Regions from separate parts of the Sus scrofa genome. Here region 1 is linked to region 2. The links are chromatin contacts, called in public Hi-C maps. All regions are on one chromosome and are shown on one strand. Each heading gives the region's core, a stretch centred on a gene start, on an enhancer-like site or on the middle of the called end of the contact. The rest is flanking DNA. Distances are from core to core; before and after follow the strand shown. Region 1 holds the start of TSSC4 (a long non-coding RNA gene). Region 2 has its middle 18 kb from the start of TH.

Region 1 (6,165 bases), core at 202-2,701, 120 kb before region 2:
GGCGGGTGGCACTTAGAGCTCCCCATCTGCCTGCTCCTGACAGCTGGAAGGTGCCATGGGAGTGCTGCAGGGGTCTGCCGCCAAGTCCCTGGCATCTGAGCGTCAAGCTGTCAGGAAGCTGGAAGGTTGGTGATGACCTGGAGTGGCCTAGCTCGGCAGAGGCCAGCCCCTGCAGCCCCGGGAGCCCCCTCCTGTGCCACTTCTGTACTCCTGCACACCTCTCATGTTCCCAACCGAGCAGAAAAGTGCCGCCAACACCTGTTTAGTAGTCGAGGGTCACCCAACACCTTGAAGCTTGTTTCCAGGCTGCGAGAGCAGCCCATCCTCACCCTCTGCCATCCATCCACTAAGCCCCTCTCCCCACCCAAGCCCCCCTCACCCAGGGTGACCCGCTGCTCCTTCACCCACCGAGGACCAGGCCAGGCCGGCAAGGAGGGGCTCTGAGCACCCGGTACCAGATCAAACACAGGCGAGACCTCCATTCCTCCGGGCCATGCATGACTCCCGGGGTGAAGAAACTGCTCCAGGAGAGCAAGGGTACACGAAGCAAACGCCAATGGTGTCCGCTTTAGATCTGGGGGAACCAGAGCGGAGAGGTAACGGGCCCGCGAGGCAGTACACTGCAGGCAAAGCCGGAGTTGCAACCAGACTCCAACCTCCTAAACGTGCACTCCTGTCCCGGGGAGTCGCGGGGACCCCGTGGTCAGTGGGGCACGCCGGGGCGGGGGGCGGGCGCCCTCGGAACGCGGGGGCTGCTGCTTGGAGTTCTCGGACAACTTCCTGAGCTCCACGGAGGGCAGAGCTGAGTCCAGGCTGGCCTGGGTGCTCGGAGGGGCTTTCTCAGGGCCGGGGTCTGGGCAGGTCGGTCCCTGGGCGCAGGCCCCCTGGCGTCCGGGCGGTCCTCCCTCCCCTCGGAAGCAGAGCCTTGACTTCGCTCCACGTGCCCAGGGACCTCTCCGAATCGGGGGCCTGACTCCTAGGGCCAAGTCGGGGGGGTGGGCCAGCGTCTCGCGGGTCTCCCTGCTCGGGGCAGCAGCCTGCGGACTGCGGCGCCGCGAGGCCCGGCCGGCCGGCAACGCTCTTCTCGCCGCCACAAACCTACCGGTTCATCGCGGCCCCGCTGCCTCCATCTTTGCGTGGCGCTCGGCCCTCTGGGAAACGGAGTCCTCCGCCGGCCGAGCGCCGCGGCTTCCGCGCCGAAAGAACTACATCTCCCACAAGGCACTGGGACGCTTGGCCCGAAGCCGCTCGGGAACGTCGTCTTTGCGTCGCTCTCCCTAGCCTTCCCTCCCGGAAACGGCGGCGAAGAAACCGGAATTGACTGAGGGAAGGAGGGAGGCGGGCGGCAAGACGGGGACTCCCAGGATGCTCGAGGGCTGACGGCCAGCGCCGCGTTCATGGGGCCGCAGCGCCGCCTAGCGGAAGCCGCGAGCACCGGAAGTGCGTCGACGCGCCTGGCGCCTTTCACGGCGGCTTCCGGTCCTGAGCTGGAGCCGCGGGCCGGGCAGTAGTAGGTCCCAGGAGTCGGTGTCGGGCTGTGCCCGTGGCGGAGCGGGCCCGCCACTGATGGCCTGACTGGTCACTTCTACCCCGGAGCGGAGGGCCGGTCCCAGTCCCCGCAAGCCGGGCCGCACGTACCTCGGCAGTGCGCCCAGGCGATGGATGCCCTGTCCCCACCGGCGTCTCCCCCGCCTTGCCTGCCGGGCTGCACCCCCGCTGTCCAGGGCTCAGGCCATGCTGTGGCCCAGGGATTCTGCAGCATCGGGTCACCTCATCCTTAAGACAGCCCCCAACTTAGGGCCTCACCCGGAATGCAGGGTCCAGTCCGCCCCAGGAACTAAGTCACATCGCAGCTTGCAGAGGTGACAGTGGTGACAGCCTCGGCCAGGGTGTCCGCAGGGCCTCGCAGCACAGCGATAAGTGAAAAGGAGAGGGCCTCTTCCAACCCACTACCCCAGTGGGGACTGTGGAGGGACAGGGCTGCACTGCAGCCCCCAAGGAGCCCCAGGTGGCCTCAAGAGGTCGGGACCAGCAGGCAGCTCATGGTGACATCACCCAGCATTCCCAGTGCGGGCAGTGCCCTACCCAAGAGGTGGCCGGGACGCGGTCCAGTGGTGGGCCAGTGGGCTCCCCCACCAGCCCTGCAAGATGGGGCCACCGAGCTCCTCACAAGCAACCAGTCAGAGGAGAGGCCCTCAGGAGGGAGCAGTCTGGCAGGGCTACCCCACCAGCCCGCGGCACCCCCGCTGGGCAGCGCTGCCCGAGGAATGGCGGTGGGAGTGAGGGAGGAGTGGAGGCGGCTGCAGGCCACACAAGGCCCAACAGAGGGGCGTGCCCGCCACGGAGTCTCCCCGCAGCCCCATCCACACCCACCAACAGGGTTGGCAGCACACCCCCGGCCCAGCCGTGTCTGAAGAGCCTGAGCGCCACCCCGGGGCCCGTCTCAAACGTCGCGGGCATAGGAAGGAGCCGGACAGTTGGTTAGCATGCCTGTTTCTTCTTTCTTTATTGAATGACTTTGAGGATGTAATTACAGTCGAAAGTGACGCGTTAGAAAGGAGAGGTGCATCAGAGGCGTAAGGCTGCTCGGAGACCCGGCTCTCAGGACAGGCGGCCGGAAAGAAACAAGGATTAAAAAGGGCTGGGCGAGCGCGCAGCCCACGGGGTCGGCTGGGTGGGAGGACGCAGCTGGGCCGTAGGGCCCTCGTGGCCCCCGGGAGAGGCCTGGCTGAGCAGGCAGAGGCCCCAAGCAGCCCCGGAAGCAGAGGGGGCCCCTGCCCTAGAGTCCCCACGGCCCACTCACATGCCACCTACGGGTGACGGCGGCCCCAAAAGTAACAGGGAGCTTGAGGACAGGAACAAGACCTCAAAAGTAAAGGCTGATCAGTGTAGCGGTGATATCAGGAAGTTATATACACAGGTGCTGACCGCCCTTCTCAGAAGTATCCGGTCACTCTGGGGGCACCGCGGGGGGCGGCGGCCCCCCTGCGGCCTCGGTGGCCGGGGCCTCAGTACACCGAGCTGTTCCGGATGCCACAGCACAGTACCATGCTCAGGATCATCTCGAAGATCTGGCGGGGGGGGCGGCAGGCCGGTCAGCACCTGGAGACCCGCGGGGCCCCGGGCAGGTGCCCGCCCGCCCGCCACTCACCATGATCACAGCGACCACAATGGCTGCGATGCCAATGAGGTACAGCTTCCCCGAGAAGAGCTCGTCAATCTTGCTGTGGCAGTCCTCCTGGGGGGGCAGCGCGCCGTCAGCGGCGCCCGACCTCAGGCCCCCGGCCGTGCCCCGGCCCAGGGCCATTGCAGCAAGAGACAGAGGGGCCCAGGCCCCTCAGAAGACGTGTGAACAGGACCTGGCCTGCCCCGGGTTTTGACTCACGTCCCTTTACGCGAACAGGGAGATGGCGAGTGTGTGCCCTCTGGCGCCCAGAGATGGCGAAGTGCACAGGGACAGGGCGGGCGCAGGCGGTCGGGGCGCCCTCCGTGCAGTTTGGGGAACTCCCTCACCAGGAACCTGGGCCAGAGACTCACCTCCCCGATGGCCGGCGGCAGCAGAGCAGTCCCGACTCCACCCACGCTGCCCCCCAGTCCTTGCCAGCGGGCGCCCTGAAAGGCCCTGCCACCACCCAGGACCCACTGGGGATGGCAGCCCGATGGCCCGCAGGTGCCACCCCCCCGCCCCCAGCACCCCGTACCTTCATCAAGTTGCTGATGATGTTGCCACCCGAGGGGCACAGGCTGTTCTTGAGCACAGAGGTGGTCAGCGTGGTCAGCGTGTTGGAGCCGCAGCAGTTGAGCTGCAGAGACGCAGGGCGCCGGCCATCAGCCCTGAGCCCGCAGCCGGCAGCCGCCGCCTGGCCTGGCCTGGGGGCTGGGAAGAGTCCTCTCCGGGGAAGACCTGGGCCCAGGGGCCCCACTCCCACCCCAGCTCCTCCCCAGCTGCGCTGCTCAGAGACCCCTGTGCACCGGCCGGCCCAGCCCATCTAGTGCCCACTGGGGACCTCCAGGTCCCGAGGCCCCTCCGGCTGCTCGCTGAGGTCTCACCGAGAGAACAAGGGCCCCCAGCCCCTGCCCCTCCCGGGTCCCCCGGCCCTCCTGGATGCCCGCCCTGGGCCTGCCCCTGCCTCTCCTGGCCCCGAGCTCCCGGACGCCCTCCCCGCCTCACCGTCTCGTGGAAAGTCTTCACCACGGCCTTGGCGTTGTTGGCGTCGTCGTCCACTATGGCCTGCTGCAAGGCCTGGTCGTAGAACTGCTTCACGTCCTTGGCGATCTGGGGAGGGAGGGGTCACCGCATGCCGGGACTGTCCCCCAGGGAGGTAGGTTCCCCTGGGTCTCCCGGAAGGCATCTGTTCCGAGACAAACCTGCCCGCCCCCGAGCCGGGACGGCTCCCGGGCTGCCTCCACCAGAAAGCCCTCCGTGCCCTCCTGCCCGGAGGAGCCCCCAAAGCCCCCCCCAACCTGAGCCCCTCCTCCTCCAGCGTCCCTGTCCCTCCCTGCGGACACTGGCTCACCTGGTCCTTGTTGACGAAACCCCAGATGCCGGCGGCCACCTCACAGGCAAAGAGGATCACGAGGCAGGTGAAGAACTGGGGGCGGGGGGGTGCGGTCAGAGCAGGCCCCAGACGGCCGGGCTCGTCTTCCACACGCGTGACCGATGCCCGAGGGGCACAGGTGTGCGGGGGTGGTCGGTGGTATCCCCCTTCCGTGTCCCGAAGGGGGTGAGCCCCTTGGAGCCAAGAAGCAGAGTCTAGGACTCGGCCCTGGCATCCAGATGCCAGGGTGCTCAGCACCCCCGAGGGCCGGGCTCTGCAGGATGGGGTGGCGGGGGGAGGGCAGGGTCGGGGCCGGGGGTGTTGGAAAGGGCGGGAGAGGGCCATGGTGGTGCGCCTGGGGCCCCACCGGGGACCCTGGCCCAGACTTCCAGAGCCCATGCCTCCCGGACGCCAGGCCCTGGACAGCACGGCCAGGCCACAGCTTCCCGTGGGGGGGACACGCCCAGGGATCCCCGAGGCTGGCGCTGGGCCTGGGCCTGAGCAGTCCCTGTGACATCCCTGCTACATCTGCGACTTGGTTTTTTTAAAGAAGGAAGAAAAGAAAAAGCAACTTCAGAGCTCAGAGCTGGGGACTGGACGGAGGACCTCGGAGCCCTGGCCTTCTGCAGAAGGTCTGCCGGGTCGGAGAGGCAGGGCAGGCACGGGCTCCACCTCGGGAACTAGACCAGGGCTCCTGGTTCTGCCCCCACCACCCCCCCCGGCCCTGCAGCCCCCCTCCCCCGACCTTACCGTCCCCAGCAAGCACTGTGACTCCTGGATGGCCCCGTAGCAGCCCAGGAACCCCACAAACATCATCACAGCACCCACAGCGATGAGGATGTAGATGCCTGTGGGGGCGGGGGCGACAGACACCCTCAGTGCCCCAAAGAGGCCGGCAACGCCGAGGCCAGGACGGGGATGCCCATGATGGGTGGTCGCAGAACTCAGCACGACCGCCCGCCTGGACCCGCTCTGGTTCCCGCAAGCCTCCGGGGCTTCTTGGTGGGGCCGAGCAGGATCACCCCCGCCGCGGTGCAGAGGACCTGGCTACGGGGTGGGCAGAGGCGGCAGCCCAGGGTCTGGGGACACTCACTTCACTTGTGCTACTCTTAGGCGTGCCTGTTTGTGTGCGTGCGTGTGCGTGTGTGTGTGTGTGCATGTGTGTGTGTGTGTGTGTGTGAAGTTTGGCTGTTCTCTTTGGAGGAGGGGGCTCTGTCTGGCTTCTGAGGCCCTGACCCTGGGGGCTGGAGCCTGCTGGACGAGGCGGCCTGGTGGTTGGGGCGCATGGCAGTAGGGACTGCTGGCCATGCGGCCCTTCTCGGTGCCCAGAGCCCACCAGGACAGGGCCCTCGCCCCTGAAACACTGACCACGATATCTCTCCAAGGACCTCCCTCAGCCCCAGGCCTTCCAGCAGACCCAGGCCCACCCCCGTCGCCGTGGTTACACGGCTCCACAAGGCTAGGGCTTCAGGAGCCTAGGACAATGGGTCCCAGGGCTCTGGTGCCAAGGGCCCATCCTCCCTGCCTGGCCAGCCTTTGGAGAAGGCGCCTGAGGGCCAGGACCCACCGCTGGGCTCAGCAAAAGCCAGGCGGAGCTGCTGGGGGGAAGCCTCACCCTGGGGGGCTC
Region 2 (6,463 bases), core at 683-3,182:
CTTCAGCGGGCCGTCCATGGGCACTGTTGCCTGAGGTTACTCTCCTGAGGGACCGGGGCTCTTGCCATTCTTCCGCCTTCCGGACCTCGCCGGGGGAGCCAGCAGGGCCCAGGAGGGGTCACATACCAGCAGACCCAGCCACGCTGGTGAGTGGTGAGCTGTGGCCGCTGCACCACGACGGCCACCTGGCCCACAGCGGGCTGACGAGGGGCCCGAGGTCAGAGTCTAAATGCGGAAAAGCGGCAGGAGCCGTGAACAGGTCCAGTCCTGGCCCCTCTCCCGTGACCTCGCCCCGGCTCTCCCAAACCCAATGCCTGGTCTGGTCCTTTGGCCCCAGTGTCCCTGGAGGTGGAACCTGACTCCTGCCAGCCCCTTCCAGGAAAGCCTGCCCAGTGTCTGCCTCGGGCGCCTCTGCTGGGAAAGGGGAACCCCCCCCAACCGCCCCCCAACCGCTTGCTCCCTCCTCGATGCTGGCCCCGGGTCTGCTCCCACGGGCACAACCACCCCAGCCCCCAGACCCGCTGGAGCAGTAGTCGGGTCACAGAGCTCATCCGTCTCTGGACACCCAGTTCCAGCACCGGGGGACGCAGGAGGCTCATGGGGAGGGCTGGCCCTGGGACAGCCCAGGTCAGGTGCCGCGTGGCCCAGACACCCATGGTGACTGGTCACCACAGCCCCCCACAGAGCCAAGCTGCCATCATGCCCCCGCCAATGGCCTCCTGTGTAGGAGGAGAGCTCTCTGAAGACCCACCCACCCAGGGGAGCCCCCACACCGGGAGCCTGGCCTCGGAATCCTCTAGAATCTCTGGAGCCACCCGACCCCCACCCGAAATTCCATCAGATATTTTGGGAACAGAGTTGGGAAGGCTCGCAGGCCTCCTGCACTCTGCACAGGGCAGTGGGGCAGGGTGGGCATCAGGGCTGCACCCAGAGCCCCCCCTCACCTGTGACCCCAAGAATGTGCCATTTCGGGTCCTCGGACCCCATGGGTCCCAGGGCAGTCGAGGGAGCAGACAGGATAAGGTTCTAGACCCTGTTCTGGCCCCCTGCCACCCGTGGGAGGGGAGGGCCTGGGGCCACAGGGCGGGGGCCCTCAGGCACGGCACCCCAAGCAGGCCAGCTCACCCCTTCTTCTCAGCGTCTCCCCAAAGCCTGCACTCCAGACAGGGCTCCTGCCCCTTTCAGCCCACTGCCCCTTCCCTGTGTTCCAGACCTGGACGGGGGGCAGCAGAGACAGCGTGATAGCCAGGCCAGTCTCACGGCCTTCACGCCTGCCCCGGGGGCTAGAGGACAGGGCAGGTCAGCCTGGACTGGGCATGGGCTCAGCTGTGGGTGCTGCTGGCCTTGCTGTGGGGATGACAGAGCTGGCTCGGTCCCACCACCTGAGCTGGGCCACCTGGTCCCCACTGCCACCATCCTGGGCCAAGAACTCCCCCGGCTTCCGGAAGCACCTCAATATGGGTCAGTATTGGGTGGTCATGAGGTGGCCTGGGGTTGTGTCCCAGCCCCCAGGAGGCCACTCTCCACCCCGTCCAGGTGGGGGAAGACCCCGCCTCCAGGCCGGGCACCCACCTGTAAGATGCCCCCGTGAGGTCCCAGAGGCAGAGCTCGGGCTGGGGCCAGGGTGCCCTGGGGTCACCGTCAGGGGGCCTTCCTCTGGGCCCAGGCTGGGGCCGGGCTGGCCAGCCACACCCCTGGAGACAGAGTGCTGGGTGGCTCCATGCTCCTCCACCCCGCAGGCCTCTTTGATGTCCCAGACTGGCAGGGCGGGGCCCGGTCTTCCTCTGGCCCCTTTGAAGCCGGGCCCTGCCCCGTGCCACCCCCCCCCTCCCCACAGCAGAACCCGGGAGGCACGGAGTTCACCCGGCCTCCAGGCTGCCCTCATCCCTTGCTGGGCCTGGCACAGGGGGACGGGAAGGCTGGGCCCAGGCAGGAGGAGCCCGCCGGCCAGGCTCCAGGCCCACCCCGTCCCCATGGCGGCTGGGAGGAGCAGGGCCCCTTATCAGGGCGGCCACCCGCCACCCCACCTGCAGCTGATGGGGAGATGGGGAGCCTGGCCATAAACCCGTTTGTTCCCCCGAAAGAGAGAGAAAAGGACATAACCTCATAAAACGGAGCCAGAATCAAAGCTGACTTATCTCGGCATTTTGCTATAAAATCACAGAATCAGGAAGGCAGCGGCCTCTTTATGATTCAGGCTCACAGAGGTTTCCGGGTGAGCGTGGCTGGCAGAGGCCAGCGCTGCCCACACAGGGGCCGAGCCGAGGCGGGAGGTCCGACGTGGAGCCCGAGGGGAGCCTGCAGAAGGCAGGGGTGTGGGCGTGGGAAGGGGACCGCGGGCCACGGAGGCCAAGGTGAACCCAGCGGAGCCTCAGCCCAATTACTCTGGGCCTCCAGAGGCGCCTCCTGGCCTGGGGCCTGTGCCCGCCGGTCTCTGCAGAAGACCCCCCTTCCTGGGACCCCTAGACCCTCAGGAAACCCAGTAGGAGGGCGGGGCCTCTGCACCGGGCAGGGACGCCAGACCCGGCTCACCCTGGGGGCACCCCAAAGCCCAGTGTAGAGGTCGCAAGGGTGCCTGGTGGAGTCTCCCCCAGGCCCCTGGGCCTTCCCTGTCCCCTTGGGGGGGCCAGCTGGTGGGGGACCCCTGGGACCTAAAACCTGGGCCAGCCGGGCAGTTGCTCGGCCCGGGGTCCCCATCAGACAATTGCGTGCACCTGGCGAGGTAGGAGCCCACCCACCGACGTGCATCGCACACACCTGGGCACTAAGAATGTGCATTTGCGCCCATACGGGGCAGCCACATGGCTTGGACACGTGCGCTGGCCCCACACATCCGCACGCGGGTGCCGCAGCCACGCTTCCTGCACGCTTCTGCTCTCCGCTAACCACACCTGAGCTCGCGGCAGCCCTTCCTTCCAAACAAGCCAGGCAGGTTAGGACACTGGTTTGCAAGCCTCTGGGGGGGGGATGGGGGAGGGGTGCTCAACTCTAGGCAGGGGCTGAAACCATCCTGCCAACCCCCACCCGGGCTGGCCCAGCCCCACCCCCGTGGCCCTTCCCACCCCGCACCCCAGCAGGGTGGCCGCCAAGAACCCCTTCCCCAGAGGCCCGGGCGGCCCAGGCCAGGTGAGGGAGGCTCTGCCCTGCCGGCTCCTGTGCCCCGGGCGACACTCTCCACCTTGGACAGGCTGGAAGGAGGGATCTGGCAGGGCATTTGCCCAGCGAGGTCCAGTAGATGCAGGTCTGGGGCAGGTGGGGGCTCAGCCTGCCTCTTGCTTAGGGCACAGCCTGCGGGGGCCCAGGACGGAACCCAGAACTCAACAACCCCCAGGGAGAATGGGTCGGGGAGGCCCCCTGGCTGAGAGAAGGCTTCCTGGAGGGAGTGGCCTTCCCGCTGGGCCCAGCAGACGGGGTGGGGGGTGGGCGCGGCGGGCAGGCAGCGTCTAGCCTTCTCCTGGGGTCCTGCGGGTCCGCCGGGGGCTTGCCGTGCAGGTGCAGGTGAGTGCCCCTGGGTCTGACCGTTCGCTTGGCTGACAGGTCATGGGGCCAGCTGGCGGTGAGGACCCCGGGGATGGGGCTTTGGGGGTCCCGTTGGCATTGGGAAGGGGTTGGGTTCTGTTAGGCCTGTTTGCAAGAGGCTAGCTGGAAGCTCAGGAAGCTGGAGGTGGGCCTCGCCTGGGGAATTCAGAATCCGGGCTCCGAGAACCGTGATGGCCCGTCTGCTCAGTGTCGTTGTGGACAAGCCTCCAGCCCCTCCAGCCCCCCTCCAGCCCTCCCTCCTGCCTCTTTGGATCTGCCTATGCATCGATCTGTCTATTATCCATCCAGCTATTAAATCTCCCTCTTTCATCGACGGCACCCACAGCATACAAACATTCCTGGGCCAGGGATCGAACCCATGCCACGGCAGTGACAACGCCGGATCCTTAACCTGCTGAGCCACCAGGAAGTCCTGACTCACCCTCTGTACTGACTGAGCAAAGGGCCGTGAGCTGAGACCCTTAATTTCTCACAGGTCATGAAATTCGGGGGCAGAGTCCACGTGTTTCTAGAAGCCCTAGGGGGCCGGGTACGGAACGGGCTTCCAGGGATCTTTGTTGGATGAATGAAATCATGAGAAAGTGATTGGACCGCCCCGTTCGTCCAGCTGCTTGCCAGCTGCTTTGTAAAGATGACCTCTCACCTTCTCAGAGGCCTGGCCGGCCCGAGGTGGCAGTCAGCTGAGATGCCATGCTTGTTTGGCACGTGGGAGGCCCCTGTCCACGGCGTGGGTGCCTCTTGTGTCTAATCAGGGTCAGGGGGAGCAGCAGGTGCAGGGCACATGTGGGGCCGGGGCCGATGTCTGGGGAGGGCGGGAGGAGGGGGTGTGCGGAGGCCGTTGTGGGGGTGCAGGGGACAGACCCCAGCGAGACCCTCCCTGGCCAGGCACCAGGACAGGTGATGGGGGGCCGCCTCCGGGGCGTGTGACAGAAGCCTCTCAGAGGAGGCCCTCCCACGGCCTCTGGACCATCAAGGGACCGGGGGCGCTGGGCCTGGGGGTCACACCCAGCTGGCCGGCCAGCCCGGGTGGGGTCGGAGGCCCGGGCAGTTCACCTGAGCTGGATGCTATACAGCCCTGAGGCCTGGCCGCCAGCCCTGGGAGCAGCCCAGGCCTGGGGGAGCTGCCCGGTGGCCCCCACCTCAGCTCAGGCGGCCTCCCCTGTGGGAGCTCCTGGGAGCCAGTGGCCAGGGCTCGGGCTCCTCTTTGGTGGCTGTGACTGACGTGAGGTCGCCCGCTTGGCTGGAGGCTCCACCCAGAGCCCCAGGCTTAGGAAGTCCCGGGCTGCGGAGGGAAGGGGTTCCTGATGTTGGAGATGCTGAATGTGTGGGGTGCAGGGAGCCCCAGCAGCCTTGGCCCATCCTTCGAAGACCCCCAGGGCACCAGGGCTCCAGCCCCCCGTGGTTGTGGGGGAGGGGCATGGGGGGAGGGCGAGTGGTCCATGGGGCCCCGTGGAGATGGCGGGGCAGCCACCTGCACAACGGACCAGGGTGTTCGGGCACAGAACATGCTGGTCCCTCGGGTCTGCCCGGGCCCCCTGCCCCAGGCCCCAGGCCCCACCCACCACCCTGGCCCTCCTGCCAGCTCACCCAGGCCTCCAGATGGAAGGGCGGAGGTCCGGCCAGGCCTCCCCTCCTTCCCAGGCGGGAGCCCCTGAAGCTGTGTCCCCGATCCCTCCCCCCACCCCAAGTGGCATCGTCTACAGGCGCTGGCTGTGTGGGCCCCGTGGGATGTGCCTTGGGGGCTCAGGCAGATGGTCCTCCAAGCGGCCTGTCTGTGGCAGTCAGGCTGCCCCAGGCAGACAGGCCCGGCAAGGCGGCCATGTCCTGGGCTGGGTGTGTCTGCAGGGGCAGTTCTGGGTCGCCCTGGACACCCAGAAGGGGACCCTGTGGGCACAGGTGATTTTGGGTGGGCAGAGGATGCGGGCCCGGGAGGGGCTGGGCTGCTGGGGCCAAGAGGCTCCAGAGGTCCTCTGAGACGACCAGGATGGCTTTGTCCCTTCCACCCGGAAATGGATGGGGTGCAACTGGGCGAGACACGTGACAGGTCAGCCCCCAGGTCCATGACGCAGGAGTCACTCTCCCCCGGGGCTGCTGTAAAGAGGGGTGCACCGCCTCTGCGCAAGGCCCTCATTCCAGATGGGGACCGGCCAGGCCTGGGCCACCCCCTGGCCCTGGGTGCTCTCAGGAGGTGACCCTGCCAGCCCTGTGGGCCCCCATGGGAGCACCTTGGCCTCAAGGCCACCACAGAGGACAGCACCCTGGGGTGAGTAATTATGGGGGCGCCACTGTCCCCTGAACTCGCTTTTGCCCTGGGAGAAAGGAGGCCCACGGTACAGTGACAGGGACACCACTGAAGCTGAGGGGGGACTGGTGGGGGCTGTGAGGGTGGCCTGGCCACATCCGTCCTCTGAAAGAGGCAGTGCCACCTGTGGTGGGCGTCAAACCTGCTGAGCGGCCCCAAGGGAGCCAGCGCCCCGGCTTATCTCAGTCCAGCGTTGGTGCCTGTTGAGCGAGGGCGTTGGAGCCAGCCCCCCAACACTCCACCTGCCCTCCCCACGGGCTGGGCCTCCATCCTCCCCTCCACGGGGACAAAGGACCAGCATGTGCTTGCATGTACGTGTTTGAGTGTGTGTGCGTGTGTGCATGCGTGTGTGCGTGCATGTGTGTTCATTGTGTGCATGCATGTGTGTACCTGCTTACGTGTGAGTGTGTGCTTGCAGGTGCATTCATGTGTGTGCGTGCATGTGTGTGTGTGCCCGTGTGTTGGGCTCGTCCTCAGGCAGTGGAGATGCTGAGCTGTGAGGTGGGACGGGGGAGGAGTTTGGGGGACCCGCCCCTCTGTGGGAGGCCCGGGGTGGGGCTGTCAGACCCCATGTGCTGTGCCAGCTTCTGGGGACAGGAGCAGCCCTGCTCTGCCTGCAGC

Evidence for each region. Hi-C and Micro-C count contacts between places; a contact is called where the count stands out from the background.
Region 1: a Hi-C map of omental adipose tissue shows a contact between it and region 2, with 2.0 times the contacts expected there. The contact joins the promoter of TSSC4 here to the enhancer-like site in region 2. A contact is called at or near these places in 3 of 5 promoter capture datasets (fetal liver, fetal skeletal muscle and liver), 25 of 47 Hi-C or Micro-C datasets (adipose tissue, blood, brain and 12 more) and 1 of 2 datasets of contacts at active chromatin or transcription factors (skeletal muscle).

The regions. Positions count from the first base shown.
Region 1 is chr2:1,637,979-1,644,143 of Sscrofa11.1, reverse strand. TSSC4 (a long non-coding RNA gene) reads right to left here and starts at 1,451. Exons shown (of 4, transcript XR_002341392.1): 1 at 1,103-1,451; 2 at 409-574. It overlaps CD81 (CD81 molecule), which reads right to left. Exons shown (of 8, transcript NM_001078679.1): 3 at 5,289-5,386; 4 at 4,518-4,592; 5 at 4,172-4,276; 6 at 3,702-3,803; 7 at 3,152-3,238; 8 at 3,009-3,071. The coding sequence ends at 3,009.
Region 2 is chr2:1,520,465-1,526,927 of Sscrofa11.1, reverse strand. No RefSeq gene overlaps it. Among named protein-coding and RNA genes, the nearest start is that of TH, 18 kb to the right of the region's middle. Within about 2 kb of position 1,932, at least 5 of the 83 cell types and tissues checked have an H3K27ac peak or open chromatin away from gene starts, as enhancers often do. A contact at or near this core is called in omental adipose tissue, where this site is marked.